2 separate regions of the Danio rerio genome follow, and region 1 is linked to region 2. Evidence: chromatin contacts called from public HiCAR-type data. All regions are on one chromosome and are shown on one strand. The core of a region is the stretch at or near the end of the contact, and the rest is flanking DNA. Distances in the headings are between cores, read along the strand shown. Region 1 overlaps LOC137489140 (a long non-coding RNA gene). Region 2 overlaps itga5 (integrin, alpha 5 (fibronectin receptor, alpha polypeptide)).

Evidence for each region. HiCAR-type assays count read pairs that join an accessible place to other places.
Region 1: a HiCAR-type map of caudal fin shows a contact between it and region 2, with 4 times the contacts expected there. The contact joins two enhancer-like sites. A contact is called at or near these places in 4 of 18 Hi-C or Micro-C datasets (caudal fin and embryo) and 1 of 4 datasets of contacts at active chromatin or transcription factors (caudal fin).

The regions. Positions count from the first base shown.
Region 1 is chr23:36,570,690-36,574,472 of GRCz12tu, forward strand. LOC137489140 (a long non-coding RNA gene) reads right to left here. Exons shown (of 6, transcript XR_011008495.2): 3 at 2,068-2,169; 4 at 1,279-1,417. Among named protein-coding and RNA genes, the nearest start is that of csrnp2, 41 kb to the right of the region's middle. Within about 2 kb of position 1,997, at least 11 of the 62 cell types and tissues checked have an H3K27ac peak or open chromatin away from gene starts, as enhancers often do. A contact at or near this core is called in caudal fin, where this site is marked.
Region 2 is chr23:36,426,162-36,430,047 of GRCz12tu, forward strand. itga5 (integrin, alpha 5 (fibronectin receptor, alpha polypeptide)) reads right to left here. Exons shown (of 30, transcript NM_001004288.2): 21 at 3,682-3,774. Among named protein-coding and RNA genes, the nearest start is that of itga5, 88 kb to the right of the region's middle. Within about 2 kb of position 1,755, at least 20 of the 62 cell types and tissues checked have an H3K27ac peak or open chromatin away from gene starts, as enhancers often do. A contact at or near this core is called in caudal fin, where this site is marked.

The DNA.
Region 1 (3,783 bases), core at 747-3,246, 140 kb after region 2:
ATTAATTTATCATTTGTACTATTAGTTATTATTTGAATGTTTTTTTTTTTGCATTACAATCATTTGGATTTTGAATAATTAAACCCTGATTCATTTGACAAGATGTACATGATAATTACAGTAAAAACACTGTATTATTATTATTATTATTAAATCAATATAAACTAGTAATATTACACTCAAAAATGATTTTGGCCTTTTCTTCAAACTACTAATTTTAAAATGAGCTGAATCAACATAATTATTGGAGGGGGGTGGAGTTACATAAATCGATTTGTTTTGGGACAACATGAAGGAACTGTGTGGAACCCTGTGTTTTTTGCAAACCAGGCTCTTTCTGAAAATATACCTCTATATACATATTTGGAGAGCGCCAAATATGTCCCAGAAGGTTTTTTTTTTGTAGTTTTTGCAAATCCACCAGAGGCCGCTGTGTATGTTTTTTGAGATCTCAGATTTCTCTTGCGCATGCCATGCTGCTCTTCTCACATAAATCCAACAGAGGCCACTGTCGATTGACTGACTGACCGACCGACCAATCTCCTCACCTACCTTCCCTTTACCCAACCGAAAGTGTTTTAAAAAGCACCAATTAACCAGCCCCCACCCACTTCCCTAAACGCAACCAACAGTGTTTTGAAAACCAATACAGAAATAGAAAATCTCCATGATTTTTACCACGTTTTCAGATTTTACCACATTCTCATCCTGTTATTTACTTGTTTATTTAATTTTTTTGGCTTTTGTTTTTGCCTTACCTGCTTTCTGGAACCGCTCTTTGATGGACTTGAACCCTGTTGTAGCAGTCAGCTCTTTTTTGCATCTCAAGTACGTCGACGTACACTGCAAGCCACTGGTCAAAATGGTCACAGCAAGAAAGCCGTCCATATGAAGGTAAGCACTTAACTGCCATAGCGCGAAAAGAAACAGCATCATACTGGCCTGTTTTAAAGACAAAACGCAACCAAACGTACTTCTGGCTACATAATTCGCGATCTCCAGAAACTTATATAGGGCTACGGTTTCAGAATGAGCCCATGTTGGTTTTTTTCAATATAACATATAACAAATATTTTTTAAAAATAGCTTTTTCGGTTTATATTAGGCCTACTGTAATTTTATATTACATTAAAATATAGATTTGGGAGAAAGTGCACTTAACATTTATCACTATTAACAATATTAACAATATTATTGTTATTATTATTAATAATAATAATAATGCAACAGCACTTCTTACGAAGGCTTTCTACAGGCAAAGATTTTCTACAGACATACTGTATTTCTCTCTTCAGTAAAGCTTTCTTCATCTGACATGCAGCTGTTTTCTCAGTCCTCTTGGAACAGCTTGGCCATGTTGTCATGTTCTGTCTTTGTTAAAGTTCCTTTCTCATTTTCCTGCATGATGGCCGTGCGCCTGCAAATATATGACATAATTGATTTCGTATGCCTTTAACAATGTAGAACCTCTGCTGCAACATCTCTCAGGGCAGAAAAAAAAAAAGAAAAGATTTTAAATTGTATATCGTAGCACAATAAATTGCATTCTGGGATTCGCCGTGCTTATTTTATGTAAATAATATGAGAGGAACTCCTTTTGTGTGATGACATCTGAGGGTTTCAATGCCCCAGGTCACCCGTAATTTACATCATATGGGTGGGATTATCATTGTATGAATCATAATCTCCCCCTGCCTGCAAAATGAGGAAGTACAGCATGACAATATTCGCTATTACAGACAATTCTGCTCAGAAATCTGCAGTTACAGAAAGTTTCACTTCTGCCTTATGTTGCTAAGAGGATATTTCAGTACACATACACTTACTGAGAATTTCTTTGAAGCTAGGCGTGATTTAAATATGTTATCTCTAAGAATACGAGAGGAAATTATATCATTCAGCAGTTTTGAATAATCTGTAGTGAGCTACGCAGCAGTTAATATGTTGCCATAACCAACCACAAGTAACAACAAAGCAAACAAAGCAGCAAGTGGTTGTTAGCGGCTAAACTGTTTACAAAGTGAGTCACAAGCGCAGCTCACGTACAACAGAAATATCTCCACTCACCGCTGTTTTTCCAGCTGTCATGGCAGCCTTTGTGTTTTTTTTCCCCTCTGTTGTTCCTTAAGTTACTTCACTGGAGCAAGAACATCAAGTCGTTTCCGTTACCTGTGAAGGAAACTTTCATAGTTCACACAAGAACACAATGAATGCAGAAAGGAATGTACCTTATTAAGATACTCAGCCACTGTTTATCTAATCAGTGACTGAACAACAGCATAACAGTGAGACACAGGGCTGGACGATATGGCAAAAATCTCTTATCTCTTTATTATGAAATATAAATTTAATAATCTGTCAATTCAATTCCTTTTAAAGTTCACATGTATGGACCATGGAAGCACCTCTTTTTATTTATTTTATATTTAAAGCATATACTCTAAAATGTACTCATTCATATGTGATTATTTTTTCACTTTATTTATATACAGTAGTATATAAATAAAATAGTTTGATTATAAATTCAGAAATCTTAAATAAATATTAATAAAAATAGAAAACACTTGATGACAACCCTGCTCAAACAGCCAGCTTAAACCAGCCTAGGCTGGTTGACTGGTTTTAGCTGGTCAACCAGCCTGGTTTTAGAGGGGTTTGGGCATATTTCCAGGCTGGTTTCCGTCATTTCAAGCCTGGTCAGATTGGGAGATGAGCAGCCAAAACCAGCTGTGTCCAGCTTAAACCAGCCTGGAAATGGCCAAAGGGTTACATTTTAACCAGGCTGGTCAACCAGTTAAAACCAGCCAACCAGCCTAGGCTGGTTTAAGCTGTTTTTTTTTTCAGCAGGAAAATATTACATGAAATATTACTAAATAAAAGGTAATACTTTACAATGAGGTTGTATTAGTTAATGGAAGTTAAATTATTTCTTAACATGAACTAACAATGAACAGTACATTTATTACAGTATTTATACATGTTAGTTAATGGAAATAACGCTGTCCATTGTTACCTCAGTACTAGGGCTGGAAAAAAACAGACATTGAGATATTTTGTTTTTCTGCGATATTGCAATATGAATATAATTTCACAAGGTCACTATTTTTAAAAAGAACTGATCGTTTTACATTGATTGGGATGATTTCATGGGAGTGCATCTGTATAAAATGTACAAAATTATAAAAACAAAAAACAAATAAATGACAGAAACAATAATAAAACATCAAACATTCAGTACTTTATGGTTCTCGGAGGAGGCAAACTTTGTAATTTCTGGTGTCTAAATGGTTTAAATTTTCTTGAAATTGCTTGACTTCCTGCGATGTGTCTACTGCAGATGCACACATTGCGATATCAATGCTGAAACGATAAATTGTGCAGCCCTACATGGTACTAATACATAAATAAATGCTGAACTATGATTAATAAAATATTGTTCATCATGAGTTAAATACATTACCTAACATTAACTACTGAAACCTGATTGGAAAATGTGACCAAGAACAAAGCAAACTATAACCTTTGTACTTTCAAACTCACAACTACTGAATCTTGCCATGTTGTTATTTGTGTTTCTGTCAGCATTACCATGGTTGCATTTAAGATGGCAAATAATAATAAAAATACTCAAAAAGCATTACTCCAAGCATGAATTTTTGACATTCATTCATTTTCTTTTCAGATTAGTCCCTTTATTAATTAGGGGTCGCCACAGCAAAAAGAACCAGCAACTTATCCAGCATATGTTTTTTTTTTACACAGCGGATGCCCTTCCAGCTGCAA
Region 2 (3,886 bases), core at 505-3,004:
CAACCACTTCCTTGGCAGAGTTGTGATTAAAACAAAACGTTACTGGCTGTGTTTTTACACAGAGGGAGAAGCTACTCTGCATCCCGCCCTGTCTTTATGTTTCAGGCCCCGTTGACACAAATACGTTCTAGTATTAAAACAGCATTTTAGAATGAAAATAACCCGCGTCAGTCCACACTGGCTTTTCATCTAGTGTTTCTGAAAAGTTCTCCATCCACACTACACTGCTCAAAACACACATCACGTGACCACCCACACACACACACACACACACACACACACACACACACACACACACACACACGCACGCACGCACGCACGCACGCACACGCACACACGCTCTGGCATGCACTGCAGCGTCTGAGCTCCAGGCAGTCAGTGGGAAAAATGATGAGAGTTTTCCAGGATCAAATAGAAATAACAAAATGGGAGGGTGGTGGGAGATGGGTCTGAAATACCGGAGACTCCCAGGAAAAACGTGAGTGCTGGCAGGTATAATTAAAACTGATATTCAGCAAAAGAGAAGGTGTGTTTCATATTTTCAATAAAAATGAAAGGAGGCAGTAATGTTATAGGCTGTGTTTTGTTAAAAATATGCATACAATGAAGATGACGGTGATATAAATATGTAGCTACATGACGCCTCAACATTTTTGGTGCCTTTAAGTTGCTAATATCAAAATGAAAAATGACAGTTCCTTATATCATGTTTTCATTTTATTGTTAAGAAAGTAAAACAACGTAGCCAGGGTGATGTGAATGAGGTTATAAAGCGCAGTGTTCTTTTTGAAGATCCTCCCGACATGTCCTCGGGAGTTTGTTTTCCATATTAAAAATGCGAAGTCAGAACCTACAAAGAAAGGATGCAAGACTGAACTTTGTGTAGGCTACTTAATATTGAGGAGGAAGCCCCAATCAGATAGTAGAATGTCTGCAGCCCCACCTCCGTTTTCAGATGTCTCCGTTTTCCCCCATCTACACTGAAACAGAGCAGCAGCGTTTCAAGATGAAAATGGCCTCTTCAACATTTTCAAAAAGCTCCATTTTCGGTGCTCAAAAATACCAGCGTAGTGTGGATGGAAGGTGTAACTGGGGCAAAACGTATGCATTTTAAAATATATTCGTGTAAACGGGGTCATAGTTTATGTTACAAAAATGAACATTTTGAAACATTTCACCGATCCTGACTTGGTGAAACCCACAGAAACCCTGACCACTAGTTACAAGCCTCAGTCCCATAGTGCTGAAATCTCCTACCAACCACATACTGCATGGGGGATCCAGCGCTCATTTTATATTTGTGGTTTTATGTTCACACCACATGCTCAAAAAAAACCTAAGACCCCATACCAGCAGCTGTTTTGTGTGAGAGTTTGTGTGTGGGTGTTAATGAACGTGTGTGTGTGTGATGTGTGTGATTTCTGAATTTCTCATTACACAAGATAAGATTACAGATAGAGCCCAGTCGTTTTGAGGAACCTCTTTGGTGGTCCATAAAAAATAATGGGCTAAAATTACGTTAATAGTAAAACAGCTGAATAAAACACCTAGATAACCTGCCCTGAAGTGACTACAAAAATAAACAGAGGTGTATGGAAACACATATTGAGCAGTTTGAATACTCAACCAACTATAGTCCATCTCTACAGACACATTTAAAAAAGCCATAAATCACTCCACCTTCACAGAGTGCCATGTTGTAATGGGGAACTCCAGTCTGTAATGGGGCAGAGCCAAAATGACAGTCACTTCCTGCATCGCTGGTGGGAACTTCCTGCCCGTCCAAACATGATCTAACAAGACCCCCAGACAGCACTATGAGCTGACTAACACACGTTAGATGAGTAATAAAGCGTATATGACTAACAAGACACATAGTAAGGTCTGGTTTTTGTTTGGAAAAAAATGCTCATTTTCAGCAGTCAGCAGTTCCATGACTTTTCCGGTCATTTGTCATTGGAAAACTGGTTAATTAAATGTTATGTACGGACATCACAAACTCAAAAGGTCGTGATCTGCACTCATTGAGTAATTCCACTACACTGTTAAAAAATGCTGTGTTCCACACAATCCCTTCCCATTGTCTTAACACAAATTAAGTTAAATTAATTGGTTTTACACATTCAAGTGGACTTAAAATAAAACAATTGAATTGTCTCAAAAAATGGAATTGTGTTCATTTTAAATAGGTTTTTATACCTTAAAAAGTAATTTGAAGAAGCTGCAAAAATTATTTGAGTGTATCTTTTTTATTATTACATGAGTCTGTGTCGCGAGCTGTATGTGTGCGCTTGGCAATAGCCTTCACTGAATGCGCGCGCACAGCCCACAACTGTGAAGGCTTTTATATTTGACGCGCTCACCGGAAATAAAAGCATTTATTATGCGAGACTGCCAACTGTGCAGACAAATATCAAATATGGCAAATTAGAAAAGGTTGGTCAGTGAAATTGTGCTACTGTAAGTGATGTTTATTCAGCAATAATTCTCCAGTACCGATAGCAGAACCGTTAACGTCAAAGCTTATCGATACTTCTGTCTTTTATAATGTAGCACCAATAACAATAAAGTTTCAGTACCCATCCCTAGTAAATACATAGTGTTGCCAGATATAGCTGAATTTTTCAGTCCAAAAACTGTCTAAAACCCACCCAAATGCACAAAAAAAAAAAAAAACGGGCAAATAATAGACTAATATTTTATTTTATTTAAATTTATGTAAATAAAAAATTAGCCTAGTTTCTTTAACTATCATTTTTTTAACCATACAGCAACCAATTCCAACAGTCACCAGAGAACAGAACACTAATAATAAAATTACAATATAACTGGATCACATCGAAACACTGCACCCATCTCACCCACACGCTGCACTTATTGTGGTGGACTGTAGATTACACTACCTATTAGTGTATGTTTTACTTTCAAAAATGCTGTATAAATTCATAAAAATTGTCCTGATAAACTGAGTTTAATTAAACCGAGTTTAACAGCATGAGTTTAACTGCATAACGCATTTGTACGCTAAGGGTAGTCAAATTTTAATACAACTTTCCTTCACCACCCCTTGAGGGTGGGTTCATGCAGTTTACCCTATGCACTGGTCACTAATAACAGAATGGACTAGGAGCACACAGTTATGTTTTGTTAAATCATTTGCATATAAAATTTACATTTTAAAACTGCCAACATTATGCCATCCTGCCTATAGCATTCTTTAGCAACACAATCAAATTCAAAGCCACCCAATCTGGCAACACTGATTGTAAAAAAAAAAAAAAAAAAATCTAATCAAGATAAAATGTAAGAGCTCAGCATAACTATAACTATAACTATGTGATCACACCGCTGTTGGAGAGTATCAATATTTGCTCTCACCTTGACATCAAAATCAAAAAACACGTTAAAACACTGCAAATCAATTTGATATCAAAACTCTGACGTCCATTTGACAAACATACATAGGTACGCCAAATATACCACCAAAACAGTGACACAAAAAGTATTATATTATAAGAAATAATATGAAAAATAGCTTAAATAATTGTCAGCCACACTGGCAAAGCAGTCTGATGAAAATACCCTTGATAAAATGTGCTCTTCAGTCATCCCAACGTGAATTCTCAAGCCACTCATGCATGTAAACACAAACAGAAAGCAGAGTAAAATAAAGCTGCTTACGCTGGTGCCCGACTTCATGGGGTTCCCCAGGTCACAGCTGAGGTAACGGGTCTGATTTTCCGTCTCGTAACTGCAGGTCAGCTGGGTCAGGCTCTGTCCAGAGAAATCCAGACAAATGAGTGAAAAAGACGCGTAAATCTTGGGAAACACACACAGAGATAACTCACAGCAACTGACTCGGGTCTTGACCTGTTTAGTCCAGTGC